2 separate regions of the Mus musculus genome follow, and region 1 is linked to region 2. The links are chromatin contacts, called in public ChIA-PET maps. All regions are on one chromosome and are shown on one strand. The core of a region is the stretch at or near the end of the contact, and the rest is flanking DNA. Distances in the headings are between cores, read along the strand shown.

Region 1 (3,839 bases), core at 145-2,644, 170 kb after region 2:
CTTTTTTTTTTAAATCTATACCGAGAATATATGATTGTCATATTTGATGTGATGGGTGATGTTGGTTAAAGTAATTTTAGTGATAACTCAGTAGGATGTTGGCAACGGCATAGCAGTGTGGTTCTTAGCTAAAAGCAGCAAGTAGGTAAAACAAAGATAAGGAGACTGAGATGGCTCATCAAAAAAGGTGTCTGCTAGCAAGCCTAAGGACCTGAGTTTGAGCACTAAGACCCTCATGGTGGAAGGAGAGAATTGTGGCCCAGAAGTTGGTCTCTGAATTCTACATGTATATTGTGGCATGCAACACACATACAACAAACAAATAAATGTAAAAAAAAAATGTTTAAAAACCAGGAAGACACTGAGAAACAGACGATAATAGCAGTGGGACTCTCTCAAAAGGGGGGCACGTTTTCTTCTTTCAATACAGAGGAAGGATTTATATATTTGCCTGCAGAAAATTCCTTTTCTTCTGTGTAATGTGTTTTCAAGTCAAAATCCCAAATGCCACCAAAAAAAAAAAAAAAAAATTCTTTCCCCGCGAGAACGCCGGATTTTTACAGTGACTCAACTTCTCAACTAGGAAGTTAAAGCTTCAATATCAAACAAATCCACTGCATCCAATCAGCCCACCCCTCATTATGTTTCCATTCTCCAGGCCACCTTCTTAGTTTACAGCCCTGTCACCTGTCTCCTGAGAAGCTGCAACACCCTACTCACTGTTTCCCCATCCCAGGCCAGCTCACGCAGGCGCCACCCTATAAAGAGAGCGTTCTTAGCTTCTTCAGGGGACTTGCCCTCCAAGGCCAAACCTGGGGTCCTACAAATTCAAGTCGTCGGTACTGCACCTCACTATAGATGACATTTCCCGTGCCTGGGGTCCAGGGTCCGAGAACCCTACGTGGCAGGTGCACCGCTCCCTTCCGGCCCAGCTGGCTAGAAAGCCCGGACGTGCCGGGCAGGCGCGGCCCCGGTGCACAGCAGCGGGGACGCTCCTGGAGCCCAGGCTAGAGTCCCGAGCCGGAGCTATGCGGTCTACTCCCCGGCTTTGGAGAGGTCTCCAGCCCGGAGACTCCCCGCCCTCACACTCACCCCGACACCTGGGCGACTCAGTGATTCGGTGCCGGGTCCTCTCTGCACCGCAGCTGAAGCAGCAGAGAATGCCGCGAGGACCCCGCGCTCGGAGTGCCCAGCAGATTGCCTGACTAGCAGCCGCAGAGGCACCAAGGAGGTCGGCTGGACTAGATAGACACAACGAGCGGAACGGCGTTCAGTGAGAGGCTCGGTGTCTACAGAGGTTGAAGATCTGACTCTTCCACATTACTCAGGGGCTGAAGGAACGGGGAGGTTGGCACTCCCTGAGCGCAGGCGCTCACCCGCAGCCTAACTCCGTTTGGGGTCCCTTACCGTAGTAATCGAGGTCCTGTAGGGAAGCGCGTAGAGCCAATGGTTATGGACTAGAGTCACGGATTGGGCGGAGCTTGGAGAGGCGGGGCTTAGTGGAAAGGGGGCGGTGACGAGCTGAGGGGCGGGGCCACCGGACTGAGGGGCGGGACGCGCGGCAGAGCCAAACTACGGTGAGAGTGTGAAGATGGCAGCTGCGGACGAGCCCAAGCCCAAAAAGCTCAAGGTGGAAGCGCCACAAGCGCTGAGGTGAGAGCTGCCCTACGTGGGGGAGGAGGGAGATGGCACTCGCAGTGAGCCAAGGCCCACGTGGGCTGGCGCAGCTGGTTGGTGGCTGCGTTCGTGGGGCCAACGCGCTGGACCTGCAGCTCGGGGAGTTGCCCGCGTAGCTGCTGTTCCCCTCAGTGCCCTCTTGTTCTGGACTCTGCTCAGGTGCATTCTCGGCCCTGGCAGCCACTGACCAATCAGAGCTGCTGGCCCGGGGGCCGAGCCTTCCTCTGGCGCCACGTGCTTGTCTTCGCGGGCCGCGCTAGCGCGACCCCAAAGGACCTATCTGGAGCTGCATCCTTTCCTAGGGTATTTAGCGGGAAGGCGCCCGGCGCCTCCTGGACCCTGGTAAAAGATAACATTCTTGGAATTCTTCAGAAGGCGTTGCAGAAGAGCGTTTTGAGTTTTCCGTCAGCTTTCTGAAATCATCTTTGGAGACCCCCTTCATGGGACCCCCAAGCAACCTCAGGCTTAGGTTAGGAAAGTTTTTGTTTGTTTTTCTTTTTTTCCCCTTTGCATATTTGGCAGGAGCGGAGAGCTCTCTCTCCCAACACCTGACGCACAATTGATGTTGCAACTTTCATTTACAAAAAGCCGTTCGTTTTTTTAAAAAAAATTTCTTCCTAATAAGTATAAAGTCCAGCGCGCTCAGTGTCTGATGACTTTGAAGTGCTCATTGGAAGGCAGTGATTTTGCTACCTAAAAATAGACGCATCAAACTGATTTAAAACCGTGGGCCTGTTACTGATTATACAAGGCAAATTCCATTTATTTCAACATATTTTTTCCATGTTCAAAAGGAGAATTGATTCACAACTGAAAAGGAAAGTTGGGGGGTCCCAAATCATGTTCTTGGTGGAATGGGTCTGAGCAGGTCCCTTTTAGTGGGTTTATTTAGTGCCTATTATTCTTAGAAGGTTATTGTGCATGTCTAATACCACAAACGTAAAACATTAAAAAAAAAACAACCAAAAAACTGAGGATGTTTTATTTTAAATTTTAGATTATCTGGGTCAGTGAGATGGCTCAGCAGATAAGGGCATTTGCTGCCAAGTCGGATGACCTGAGTTCAGTCAGACTCCAGGACACACGTGGTGGACGGAGTGAACCTATTCTGTTCTTCTGTTGTCCTCTGGCCCCGCCCACTGAATAAACGCATACTGTCTCCTTAGATTTTCTTTTAATAAAAATGATACTTTATATATTATGATGATCCATTTTAACAGTGCTTACCATCTGAAGTAACGGTATAAAGAAGCCTCCATGAAAGAAATGCAGGGATTAACCTTATTTTACAGGTGAGGATATTGAAGCTCAAAGAAAACATTTAAGAAAGGAAAATTCGAACCCTGGGCATCAGGATTCAAGTTTATTATTTGGTTCTAGTGTGTTTACACAACATCCAAGACATGCTTCTATTCGAGTATGCATTTTTAAAAATGATCCATGGTAATGATTAATACTTAGATATGTATATGCCAGGTGCTGTTTCTGCATTCTACGTATTTTAACTCAAATCCAAACCAACCTGATAAGACCATTTCTATAATTATCTCAATTTTACCAAAAATGAAGAGCCATATACATATCTGTCTATTTAAAATTGTAGATAATTTAGAGGAATAAAATTCACTTTCCATAATGCTAACCTATTGCTTTCTGCACAGGTGAAGTTAAAAGATTTTGACTGTATGGATTCTTTAATTTTATGCAGAGACCTTTGAGTAGACTGTTCCTCCCTTTGTTAGTTAGGATTGCTGAATGATAATGCATTTCGGCTGAATTGCTCTATGATTTTCCTGGCAGTTAAGAGATTTCTACCAATTTTGTTTAACTGTGAGAGAAAACAGCATAAATTGTAGGCACAGTTTAATGTATAGAATTCGTCAGTGGAGAACATATAAATTAGTAAAAAGCATTTATAGATATTAGGAAAAGAATTTAGGAATTTGTGAGTTGTCAGTTATCTTTAGGAAAATAGTTCTTATTTTTATTTATGTGTATGTGTGTGTGTTTGTGTGAATGTGTGTCACATGTATGCCAGAAGAGGGCTTTGTATGCCCTGGATCTAGAGTTGAAGAGAATCAGTTATGAGCCATCTGACGTGGGTGCTGGGAGCCCAATCAGCTCTTCTGAAAGAGCAGTTTGCTCTTAACCATTGAGCCATC
Region 2 (3,623 bases), core at 73-2,572:
TAACCATACTGGCCACACACTTGGCATGCCTTTGTACCAGAAGCCACAAGAGAGCTTTCTCCAGCAGTGCTGTTCCTAGAAAATGGCATGTTGCACCCAATCAAGAAATGATAGAGGAGGCTGGCTTCTTGGCACCCAGCTGTCTTAAGCAGTCCCTTTCCATTCCTTCTGCCAGGAGTGCATCTCTCTGTTCTCTCATTCCCCTCCACCACAGAGAGCCACACATACAGCAGGAGCTCCACCCCAGGATTTTATAATGCTGCATAGGCTTTGGAATCAGAAAGACCCAATTCTTGCACTCACTGTAACGGCTGAGATGAACAGAACAATAATTTTGTGTGTTGTCAAGAGTGTGAAAGAACTAGAACACTGGTCTAGGGTTTCTGGGAGTATGGGATGGCCCCCATATCTCTGACACTACAGTGTTTAATAAAATGTTAAATATCCCCAACTAAGGAGACTGTTCATGGCAGTGTTATTCAAAATAACCTAAAACTGGGGCAGGGGATCCAAATCCACTAGATAAATAAACTGAAGTGTAAATTCACAAAATGGAATGCTACTTGGTAGTAAAATTGGAGCAACATGGTGGTACATACACTATATATACATCTCAGATAGACTTTGTGAAGAAAATCAAGCTGGATACAAGAATACTGGTCTGAAGTTCAGGAATGAGTAAAAACCAACACTGGAGGACAGAAGCCAAAACCTTTGGTTATTGCCAGGTGGTGGTGGCGGCACACACCTTTAATCCCACTCAGGAGGGGGGGGCACTGGATCTTTGAGTTTGAACCCCTACTGCTTTACTTGGTGAGTTCCAGGACAGCCAGAACTATGTGAGAAATCCTGTCTCCTAAAACCAATAAACAAACAAACAAATATTAAAAATTAGTGTGTCTGGGAGTCAGAGCAGCAGCAACTATTTTCTGGAAAGAGGTATGAATGACAGAACTCCAAGGAATGATAGAAATGTATGTAAATTAGAAAGAGAAAGAGAGAGAAGTTGAAGAAGAAGAGGGAAGAAGGAAAGAAAGAGGAGAGGAAGGAAGAAAAGGGGGGACAGAGGAGGGAGAAAATAGAAAAGTCCCGGTCTGGTTCCCAGGTGTGGCACTGTCACGTATGGACATTACTTTCTCATAGGTGGTTTTTGGAATCAACCAGGCGAATGCACGGAAATCTCGTAGCTCAAGAGCCTGACAAATACTGTAAACGTAGTAAAAAAAAAAAAAAATAACCCTTGCTCTTGGTCCCTTATCCACCATCTTCTCTTTTAAGAACTGGATCCCAGGGCTTGGGGTGTGGCTCAGCTGGTAGGAGGTTTGGTTAACTTGTAGGAAGTCGTCAGTTCTATCCCTAGCACAGCACACACTGGCTGTGGTGGTGCACACAGGCAATTCCAGCACTCAAGAGGTAGATATACAAGGAGCAGAAGTTCAAGGCCATCCTTGGTGCATAGAGTCTGAATCCAGCTTAGCCTACATAAGACCATGCCTCAGAAACAAAACAAAACAGACAGCAAACAAATAAGGACTGACATGTGAAGCTTTGTCCACCCCCCACCCAGCCCCCAAAAAGACCCAGTTCCCACCTCTGGGCTAAGCCAGAGCCCCAGGCAGAACTCTGAAGCCCTATAGCACTCACCCTCACAGTACCCACAAGGCTCAGTGACTAGAAAGTTTCATCGAATTCTGAACAGGAAGCAGCAGTGGCAGCTGATAATCTGTGACCTGAATATAGCTATCCATTATCTCACTGTGGTTTCTTGTTTCCCTGACAGAGGAAACGCCCACGACTTTCTTGAAGTTATTCTAAACACTCAGTTCCTTGTTCGGCTCTGGCAGGATAATGTTTCCCCTGGGTGCCCCGGTGTTTTGAGCTGCAGCCTCCCTGCCAGCCTGAGGCTCAAGCTCAGCGGTCAACCTGTGGGGCCAACTGTCCCCTCCACGGAGGAGACAGTGACAGGAACAGATCAAAAATAGGCCATCAGTATCTGCAGCTATTGGAAGAAAAAAACAAAAAAACAAAACAAAACAAAACAAAAAAAAAAAAACCAAAGCAAAAAACCCCTCAGACATAGAGCATCCACTTCTTGTTCCTCTTGAGGAAGGCAGCAGGCAGAGCTGCCATGTGAGGAGGGTGTGTACCACTGGCTTCTCATCACAACTAGTTCCTGAGTCACACGCCACCCTGAGTTTACTCTTCTGTGATTCTCTTCCCTTAAAAGAGGCAGATCTGCTCTCCTGGGGTATGTTCAGTTTCCAAATGAGGAGCAGAGACAAGCTCAAGACTCAGGATAAACAGAATTGTCCCGTTAACTCAAGTTCTTACGAAGCCCAATAGTCCAACATGGGCATGGTGGTACAAGCCTTTAATCCTAGCACTTGAGAGGCAGAGGCATTCAGATCATTATCCTGCCAGATAATGAGTTTGAGGCCAGCCTGATTTGCATAGTGAGTTCGAGGCCAGTGAGGGCTATACAGTGAGACTCTTGCAAAATAAATGTATAAACAAAGAAATAACCCACCCTCGGTGTTCAGGAGACTCGGCTAAACTACAAGGCAGGCAAAGTTTGTCTCTGGCTTCTCTTCTTCCAGGACATACTCTACCCCACCCTCCATCAAAGCTTTTTGGTTTTATTTCAAGATGGGGTCTTGCTATGGAGCTCAGGCTGGCTTCAAATGTTTGATCTTCTCCCGGAGCCTCTCCTGCGCTGGCTTACTGGTGAGATCATCGCATCTGGTTCTACCAAAGCATTTGTGGCAGTGCACCCCTTTACCTCTGTATCTGGGAGTCACTCGGTCTGTGGAACACACCCCTACTTTTGAAAAGGAAGTCTCAAGATAGTAATTCTGAAACAAAGGACCCCAGTTCTCATCACATGTGGGAGACTGTTCTCTGAACAGCAGGGCCTCTGGGCTCACTGGGACCCCCTGCTGGTTACCACGTTTGCAGTTAATGCTCTAAGCGTAGAGTCTGGCTTAAAAGGGTTTTTTGTTTTTTGTTTTTCTGAAGAGGTATAATCTGTAAATTAGTGTAGATAAAACTAGGGAACTTGTAACAGTAGTTGACTTGAAGGGCCAGGAAATTAAATATTGAAAAGCTGGTTTGAGCTGCCTGTAATCTCAGCAGCTGGGAGGTGAAAACACCCTTTCCTCTATGGGCTAGCCCAGGACTCGCTTCTATGGGCTAGCCCAGGACACATAAGACTCTGTATTTTTTTTTTAAAAATGAAAGAAAAAACAGGAGGAAAAAAAGCAAAGCGGAACAAAACAACAAAACACAACGCCACACCACACCAAATCAGAAAAGCTGTTTTTACATGCTGCAGAGCTGAAAGCAAGAAGATCCACCAGGAAGGTCAGAGCAGTAAAGGATCGATCGCTCAGGGATTCGGAGGCTGACAGTAAATAATACGCAGCCGGCAGGGATGGCACCAGACTTCCGAAGACCGGGCTCTGCAAACAGCCAGGCTGGCCTTCAGTAGTCATTAGACTGCTTCGGCTGATCAGGAAGCATACACGAGAAGCAGGAGATGGCTTAGGCGTAGAGCACTGGCTTACCTGGGTTTGATTCCCAATGCTCACCTGGTGGCTCCCAATTGTCTTGAATTTCAGTTCCAA

The links. ChIA-PET counts read pairs in DNA pulled down with a chosen protein or histone mark.
Region 1: an RNA polymerase II ChIA-PET map of memory CD8 T cells shows a contact between it and region 2, with 61 read pairs. The contact joins the promoter of Ap3m1 here to the enhancer-like site in region 2. A contact is called at or near these places in 1 of 39 promoter capture datasets (the C10 cell line), 1 of 15 datasets of contacts at CTCF or cohesin (large pre-B cells), 1 of 484 Hi-C or Micro-C datasets (muscle stem cells), 7 of 115 datasets of contacts at active chromatin or transcription factors (CD8 T cells, DN3 thymocytes, the HPC-7 cell line and 4 more) and 3 of 9 other capture datasets (adipose tissue, embryonic stem cells and liver).

The regions. Positions count from the first base shown.
Region 1 is chr14:21,051,048-21,054,886 of GRCm38.p6, forward strand. Ap3m1 (adaptor-related protein complex 3, mu 1 subunit) reads right to left here and starts at 1,395. Exons shown (of 9, transcript NM_018829.4): 1 at 1,093-1,395. It overlaps Adk (adenosine kinase), which reads left to right and starts at 1,527. Exons shown (of 11, transcript NM_134079.4): 1 at 1,527-1,653. The coding sequence starts at 1,592.
Region 2 is chr14:20,883,554-20,887,176 of GRCm38.p6, forward strand. No RefSeq gene overlaps it. Among named protein-coding and RNA genes, the nearest start is that of Gm30212, 3.1 kb to the right of the region's middle. Within about 2 kb of position 1,323, at least 21 of the 459 cell types and tissues checked have an H3K27ac peak or open chromatin away from gene starts, as enhancers often do. A contact at or near this core is called in memory CD8 T cells, where this site is marked.